Regions from separate parts of the Anser cygnoides genome. Here region 1 is linked to region 2. The links are chromatin contacts, called in public Hi-C maps. All regions are on one chromosome and are shown on one strand. The core of a region is the stretch at or near the end of the contact, and the rest is flanking DNA. Distances in the headings are between cores, read along the strand shown.

What was found. A called contact is a pair of places that touch in the nucleus more often than the background predicts.
Region 1: a Hi-C map of fetal liver shows a contact between it and region 2, with 2.5 times the contacts expected there. The contact joins the promoter of CEBPB here to the promoter of PTPN1 in region 2. A contact is called at or near these places in 5 of 7 Hi-C or Micro-C datasets (fetal liver, granulosa cells and liver).

The regions. Positions count from the first base shown.
Region 1 is chr16:8,710,692-8,714,032 of Taihu_goose_T2T_genome, forward strand. It overlaps CEBPB (CCAAT enhancer binding protein beta), which reads right to left and starts at 1,374. Exons shown (of 1, transcript XM_048072540.2): 1 at 1-1,374. The coding sequence starts at 1,374. The coding sequence ends at 391.
Region 2 is chr16:8,546,713-8,550,233 of Taihu_goose_T2T_genome, forward strand. PTPN1 (protein tyrosine phosphatase non-receptor type 1) reads right to left here and starts at 1,801. Exons shown (of 9, transcript XM_066978147.1): 1 at 1,525-1,801. The coding sequence starts at 1,587.

The sequences.
Region 1 (3,341 bases), core at 124-2,623, 160 kb after region 2:
TACTCAATCCATGACTGACAGTTACACGAGATTGCATCATGTACGCAGCATTCCCAGCCATGCTTCAAGGATTGCATCACTTCGCCCTGCTCTCCTCTCGCTGTGTTAAATACCCCCAGCGCCCAGCAGCCCGCAGAGCCCCGCGGCCGCCGGCCCCCGACCCCCGACCCCCGGCGCGCCCCCGCGCCCTGGCGGCCTCGCCGGGCCCCTCCGCCGACGCGTAAATAAAGAGCAAACCGAGCAGAAAGCCCCGCCGAGCCCGGGGGGAGCCCCGGGGGCGCGCTGCGGGCCCCCGGCCCCGGGCTCCCCCGGCGGGGGGGGGGGGGGGGGGGGGCGCAGCGGGGAGCCGGCCACCGGCGCTCCCCTCCGGCCGGCCCCGGGGAAAGGGGGTCAGCAGCGCGGCGAGGAGGCGAGCAGGGGCTCGGGCAGCTGTTTGAACAAGTTCCTGAGGGTGCTGAGCTCCCGGGAGAGCTGCTCCACCTTCTTCTGCAGCCGCTCGTTCTCGGCCGTCAGTTCCAAGACTTTGTGCTGCGTCTCCAGGTTGCGCATTTTGGCTTTGTCGCGGCTCTTGCGCACCGCGATGTTGTTCCTCTCCCGGCGCAGCTTGTACTCGTCGCTGTGCTTGTCCACGCACTTCTTGGGCTTGTTCTTGCCCGCGGGGGGGGCCGAGTAGCCCCCGCCGGCCGCGGCCGACTTGGAGGACTCGGAGGGGTTGGGGGTGCCGGGGGGGCTGGAGGAGGACGAGGTGGACAGGTTCCCGCTGCTGCCGCTCGGCACCGACTGGTAGCCCAGGTAGGAGCGCACGGTGCTGCCGTAGGGCGAGGACATGCCCCCCGGTCCCGGCCCGGCCCCCCCTTCTTCCTTACGGGGCCCTTTGCAAGAGTCCAGGGTCTCGAAGACCGGCTCGGCTTTGGTCTCCACGATCTGCGGCGGGAAGCAGCCCGGCAGCCCCCCCGGCTTGTGGCTCTGGCTGCCGCACGGGTGGCCGTGCCGGCCGAGGCTGATGTAGGTGTAGTCGGGCTTCTTGCCGCCGCTGCCTTTATAGTCCTCGGCGAAGAGATCGGAAAGGAAATCTTGGCCGCCGCCGCTGCTGCACGGAGGCTCAAAGTTGCCCCCTGCTGCTGCTGCGGGAGGAGGCGGCTGCGCCGGCTGCTGGGATGCTAAGGGGTCCAGGTAGGGGCTGAAGTCGATGGCTCGCTCGTGGTCCCCTACGGTCAGCTCGGTCATGGAGCGGCCCCCGGCCGCCCGCGGGTGCAGCTTGTTGAGAGCAGCCAGACAGTCCGCCTCGTAATAGAAATTCGCCACTTCCATGGATTTAAAGGCGGGCGGCTGGATGGGGAGGCATGCTGCGTCCCAGGCCACCAGGCGTTGCATGAAAGCAAAGGGGGATGCGGGGAGGAGAAGACGGCGCAGGGGGCCCCCCCGGCAGAGGATCGAGCTGCCGCCGTCGGGGTGGGGGGCTCCAGACCCTGCCTCGGGCTCTGGCGCTGGGCACCGCGGCTGCTGCGCTGCCCCCCCCTGCGCCGGCTCAGTCCCTGCGGCTCGGCGGGGCTCTGCCGCTCCGGGTGCTGCGGCTGGAGCTGGCGTTTCTCCTGCGGACCATCTGGTTGCGGGGCCCGCGTCCTAAAAGCCTCTGCCTTAGGAAAGTTCCTCCGCTCGGTTATTTATAGGGGCGGCCGATCCCATAGCAACAGGCGCGTCACCGCCTGGCCGCCTGCCACGCCGAGCTGCCGCCGGCCCCGGCCCGCGGGTGCGGAGCGGGTGCGGAGCGGCTGCGGGGGCCGGCACCGCCGCCGGGGCCGCCCGGGACGGGGCCGGGGCCGCAGGTGCCCCTCGCTCCCCGCCCGGCCCCGGGGAGGGGGCAGCGATCGGCCCCCGGGGGTGCGGAGCAGCCCCGCGCCCTGCCGGGTGCGCGCGGTTTGGGGCCGCAGGGGTGCAGCGCTCCCCCCCCCGCCGGGCTCGTTTAGCCCCCGGGGGAACGGAGGCGGCGGGGGGTTATTTATTTGTTCGGTTCGTCTTTTTCCAAGCTCTTCTGCCAAGGCAGGGGAGCGCTGCGACCGGAGGGCAGACCGCGATGTTCGCCGTGCGGCGCTCCGGGAGGAAAACCGGCGGCCGCCAGCGCTGCCCCGCGCGGGGGAGCGCAGCGGCGGCGTCCGAGGGCCAGCAGGGAGCGGGGGGAAGCGGCTCCAGGCTCCCTGCTCGCCCCTGGAGCAGTCACAGCAAAGCCACGGCTCCCCTCCCCGTCCCTTCGTGCCGGGATGATGGCCTTAAAGTTTGTCTTGGCGTATTTGCTTTGCGTGATGTGGTGCAACTGTCAGGGTACACAAGCGATAGGGGATCCGTGCCCTGAACCCGAAGGGGACCGGCTCTCGGGCGGCTCTGAGCCGGTGAGGTACGTGCACGGCAACGTGGGAGCCCAGAGCCTGCAGAACGGCAGGGTAAGTTTGGGAAGGAAGACTGAATCTTGATGTCCGTTTTAATTAAAGACACCCACCTTGGGAATCAAACTTATATTTTCACTCTCTTACTCCCACATTTACCTGTCTACAAGCTGGTGATTCATCGCCAGAATAAAGGACATTAATTTAAAACAAAACATATAATTAAAGGAAGTAGGAGTGTCCTTCGCCTCAGTAAAGAAGACCTAGCACTGCAGGGAAAATGACACTGCCTCTTAGAATAATGTGAAGCAATCCTGCGGTGTGGGAAATATTGTAACGTTAAGCCAGAGGAACAGGTATTGCATTATACGATTCAAACAGTCAACTGTTCATAATGTTCAAACCTCAGAACTGCGAAAAGAGGAAGAATTCAGAAATCAGTCAGTGGACCATCACACTTTTTCTTTCTTGCATTTTTTAGCTTTCTTTGCTTTTTCTTCTCGCGTTCTAAAGGGACTTTTCTTTCCATAACAAAAGTACCCTAACAGGTTTCAGGCTTCAAATATTTCTAGTTCCATCTTTATCTACCAAGTTAATCTTTGGTGAATGCACCAGAGATTAAATTGGAGCTGGGCCTGGCCAGAGATCTGGGTCTGGAGGTTGTAGCTGGAGCCCATACCTTCATAAATACAAACATCTGTATTGGGTGCAAATACTGGCAAGTCGTAGGGAGCCGGGGCTTGTTCTCCTGGCTGTTTACCCTCTCGTTCTGTGTCTTTATCCTGCGTTCTGATCTGGCAGTTACCTCCAGCGGCTGCCCTAACTGGCCCTTGCAACTGAACTCTTGAAAATCGGTCTCATGCGCTTCCTACCTCCAAAACAGCTCGGGAACCCACAAGCAGAAGGTCTCCTGCTGAAATGCGTGTTTGGTTTTTCTTGGCATTACCCCTGCGGGTTGCC
Region 2 (3,521 bases), core at 551-3,050:
TGTAGATGCACATACTTACTAACCAACCTTAAAATACAAACAGCAAGAAAAAAAAAACCACAAAAAACCCACCTCTCAGGCTTGTCAACAGTTGGACGCAAATCACTGGAGTCTTTTTTTTTTAGTTAGTCCTCAATCAAACCTCATTCTGCGCCACTGTCTGAGCAGATTGAGTCACATCATTCAAAGAAAGCTGGACAAAAATATCACTGAATGCTACATTGAAAATATGCCACAGGCCCTCATTCTTTATTAATCTTACAGCTCCTTACACATTTCACTTCTGTAACTCAGTTGCACCCGTAGAAGTACACCACCTCCATTACAGAGCTATATTACTCAAAATCATTTCCTGAGCACTGAGCCTGCAAAACACCAAATTGTCAAGAACAGTTTAGCAAAAACATAACGTCATATATGCACATGACTTTCAACTGATAGAGTTAGCAAGTGCTGGAACCCTGCAGGAAATGCAGTCCTCTAACAAAAAATGGACTTTTCTGAAAAACATGCTCAAAATTTCATGCTTATTCTCCAATTGCCAAACAACTGGGATATTCATCCTGCAAGCTACTGCTTTGAAAACTTGCCTACAGTAATTCTGAAACTGAAGCACATTTATTTCATTTTCATAAATCCAGTTTTTTTTTAATGTCTACTGCCAGAGAAATACAGTGAAAGGGATGCAAAGCCCAAGTTTTACATTACAAATATGATCTTAAAACTCATTAGAATATGCAATGTGGAAGCTTAAGCATTCAAATGGATTTTACAGTAATGCTACCCGATCTGACTGAACACATCCACCCAGCCATTAGCGTGCTTCGTCTTCTCTCAGACCTCATTTTGGATAAGTGAGCACACAACTTGCTAAAGACAAAGGGCCTAACTTCGGATCCTCGTACCTCTGAAGCTGTGCGTGGTTCGCAAATAATCTTACCATCGCAAAAATGTTTGCCACACGGCTTTTTAGGAATGTCACAACCAGGCTAAATAAACAAAGTAATAAAAAGCAGTACCAGATCCCTGCATGAGTATTCCTAACAAGCCATTTTAAGGGATCTCTTCTACTACTAAAGCGACCAAAACCTAGGTGCGTGCAACGCCGCTCACCATCGCGTTTCTGTTTAAAGAAAAAAGCAGACAGTCGGCTTCACTCCCCCGGGGTCAGGAAGCAGCTTTGGAAGGCTGCTGAGCACTTGCGGCCGCGCTCAGCCCACCGAGGAGCCCCCAGGACCGGGCAGTAGCGCCCCGGGGGCTGCCCCGTCCTGCCCGGGGACCTCAGGGGCCGGGGGCCCGGCTCGGCGCGGCTCGGTAAGGCAGAGGGGAGCTTTCCGAGTCGCGCAGCGGAGCCTCCTCTCCTTCTCTTCCCTCAGCGAAAGGGGAAGGAGAGCAGGCATGGGGGAAAGCCGCGAGGGGAGGCGCAGGGCAGAGCCCCCCCGGCTCTCAGCAGCGGATACAGGCAGAGGGACCAGCGCTCCCCCCCCAGCACCGCGGGGCAGAGCCGAGCCAGCTGCCCCTCACCTGGTACATGGCGGCCCAGCTGGCGGCCTGGTCGAGCCGGTGGAACTCCTTCTCCATCTCCATGGCGGGGACGCCGCGCACGGCCCGGCCCGGCCCGGCCGCCACCACCCCCCGCGTCCCCACCAGCAGCACCCCGCTGCCTGCCCGGGCTCCGGGCTGCTCCCGAGACCGCCGCCGCCTGGCTCGGCACGCCGCTCCTCCCCGCTCCCCGCCGGAACTACGCCGCCCTCCCCGGCGACGCGATGTCCGGGGCGGCCACAACCGTAGCCGGGGGGCTGGGGGGAGAGAGGGGGCGAGGGTAGACCGGAGCGCCCCGGGGTGGGTCGGGGCGGGCCGCCTCCTCCTTCTCCTCCTCGTTCTTCTCCTCCTCGCCTCAGGGCCACTCTCCCCAGAGCCCCCTTCCTGCCCCCCGAGGCGACGAGGAGCCTCTTTGAGGCAAAAAGGGGCGATTTCGGGTGCCTCGGCGCCGCCCCGCCAGGTAGGGCGCTCCCCGCAGGGCTGTGAGGGGAGAGGGCAGCGCCCCGGGGTCGTGTGTGGGAGGGCCTCGGCTGCGGCAGGACGGGCAGGGAGCCCCGCAAAAGGTGTCCCACCCCGGGGAAGGGGCTGTGAGGGGGGCAGCCCCTCCGGGCAGGCGTCCGTGCTGGGGGTGCTGAGCCCCTGTGTGCTCTGACTTCGGGGGTTGGAGGCAGCTCTGAGCGTGTTCAGGAGATGGAGAGGTTATTATTTGCTCTTACACAGGCTGCACGCTGAAACGGGTGCTGTCAGCTGTCCCGTACGCTTTCAGTTGAAGGAATGAGTGCCATGAGAAAATCAGAATGGATTTCGGTCACCTGTCCTCCGTTCTTGTGTTCCTACTCAGAAATGGCCATTACTATCCACATCCTGTCCCAGCAGGTAAACGTTTGCCATCCTACCCCACCCTAAAACACAACATTGAGTAAAGCCTCAGCCTACACGTCTGGTACTAGGGAGCCAACGTGTTCTTCCTGAGGTCAAGACAAGGCGTTCCAAACATATGGACACAGTTATCCCACGCGTAATGCTAGAGCGCGCTTCGTTTCCAAAGTGAGGAATTTTACTTCTCATGTCAGCCAACTTCTGTTTATTAGATTACTATTTCTCAGGCTTTTTGCCCATGTTGCTGCTGAGGGTTGGTGTAGGCTTGGCGTACCTGGTATCTCTGCAGCATCAGCGCTGACCTGAAATGAGATGGTGGGTTTGTGCGATAGGTGTTTCTCAAGTGAATGTGCTTACAAATCCTCTAGGCACAGTATAGATTTAAGACAGTGAGAGTGGCAGGGTTCTCAACAGGCAGGATATATCGATGTCACTGAAGATAGAGGTATTTCGTCCCTTAGCTGCAGCCCTTGCACCGCTTGGCTGTACCTTCTAGGGGAAGCTTTTCCGTTGCTTTTCCTAATCATTCGACCAGAGACTTTGGAAGAGGCTGCGTTTCAGTGTTCAGCCCCAAAGTGCCACCCCACTTGAGCCTTGTTTAGTGGGCTACTAAAGGGCAAATGGGTGCTCTCTGGGAAGAGAGGACTAGTCAGATGTGAGCTCAGGGGCCCAGAATCTGGGGAGAGGGTTAATGGGAATGCCAACAGTTAAGGCAAGCTGCAGAAAGCAGCCTAATTGGATAAATGGTTTAATCTAGGTAAACAATGAAACATTATTCTCTAATCATGTGCTGAATGTAGTACGGAGGCATTAGCAGGTGGTATTAAGATTTTTTTTTTCCTTTCTTACTGCTTTCTCTTGAACTGATTTTTGGAACTAGACAGATACAGTGTTAGCCCTGTGAATGAAACTGTTTCCACTTGTTGAAATCAATTTTCCTGGTACTAAAAGCACTGGATAGGGGACTGCATCTTCTCCTAATCTCCTAATCTGGCTGCTGTGAGGCAGTTTCCTTATCTTGAGAATGGATGGTGAATTTTTAACCTGCTGGACCTGGGGACATAAAGACAAATTTAGCAACTTTGCTGCTTTCCCTTTTC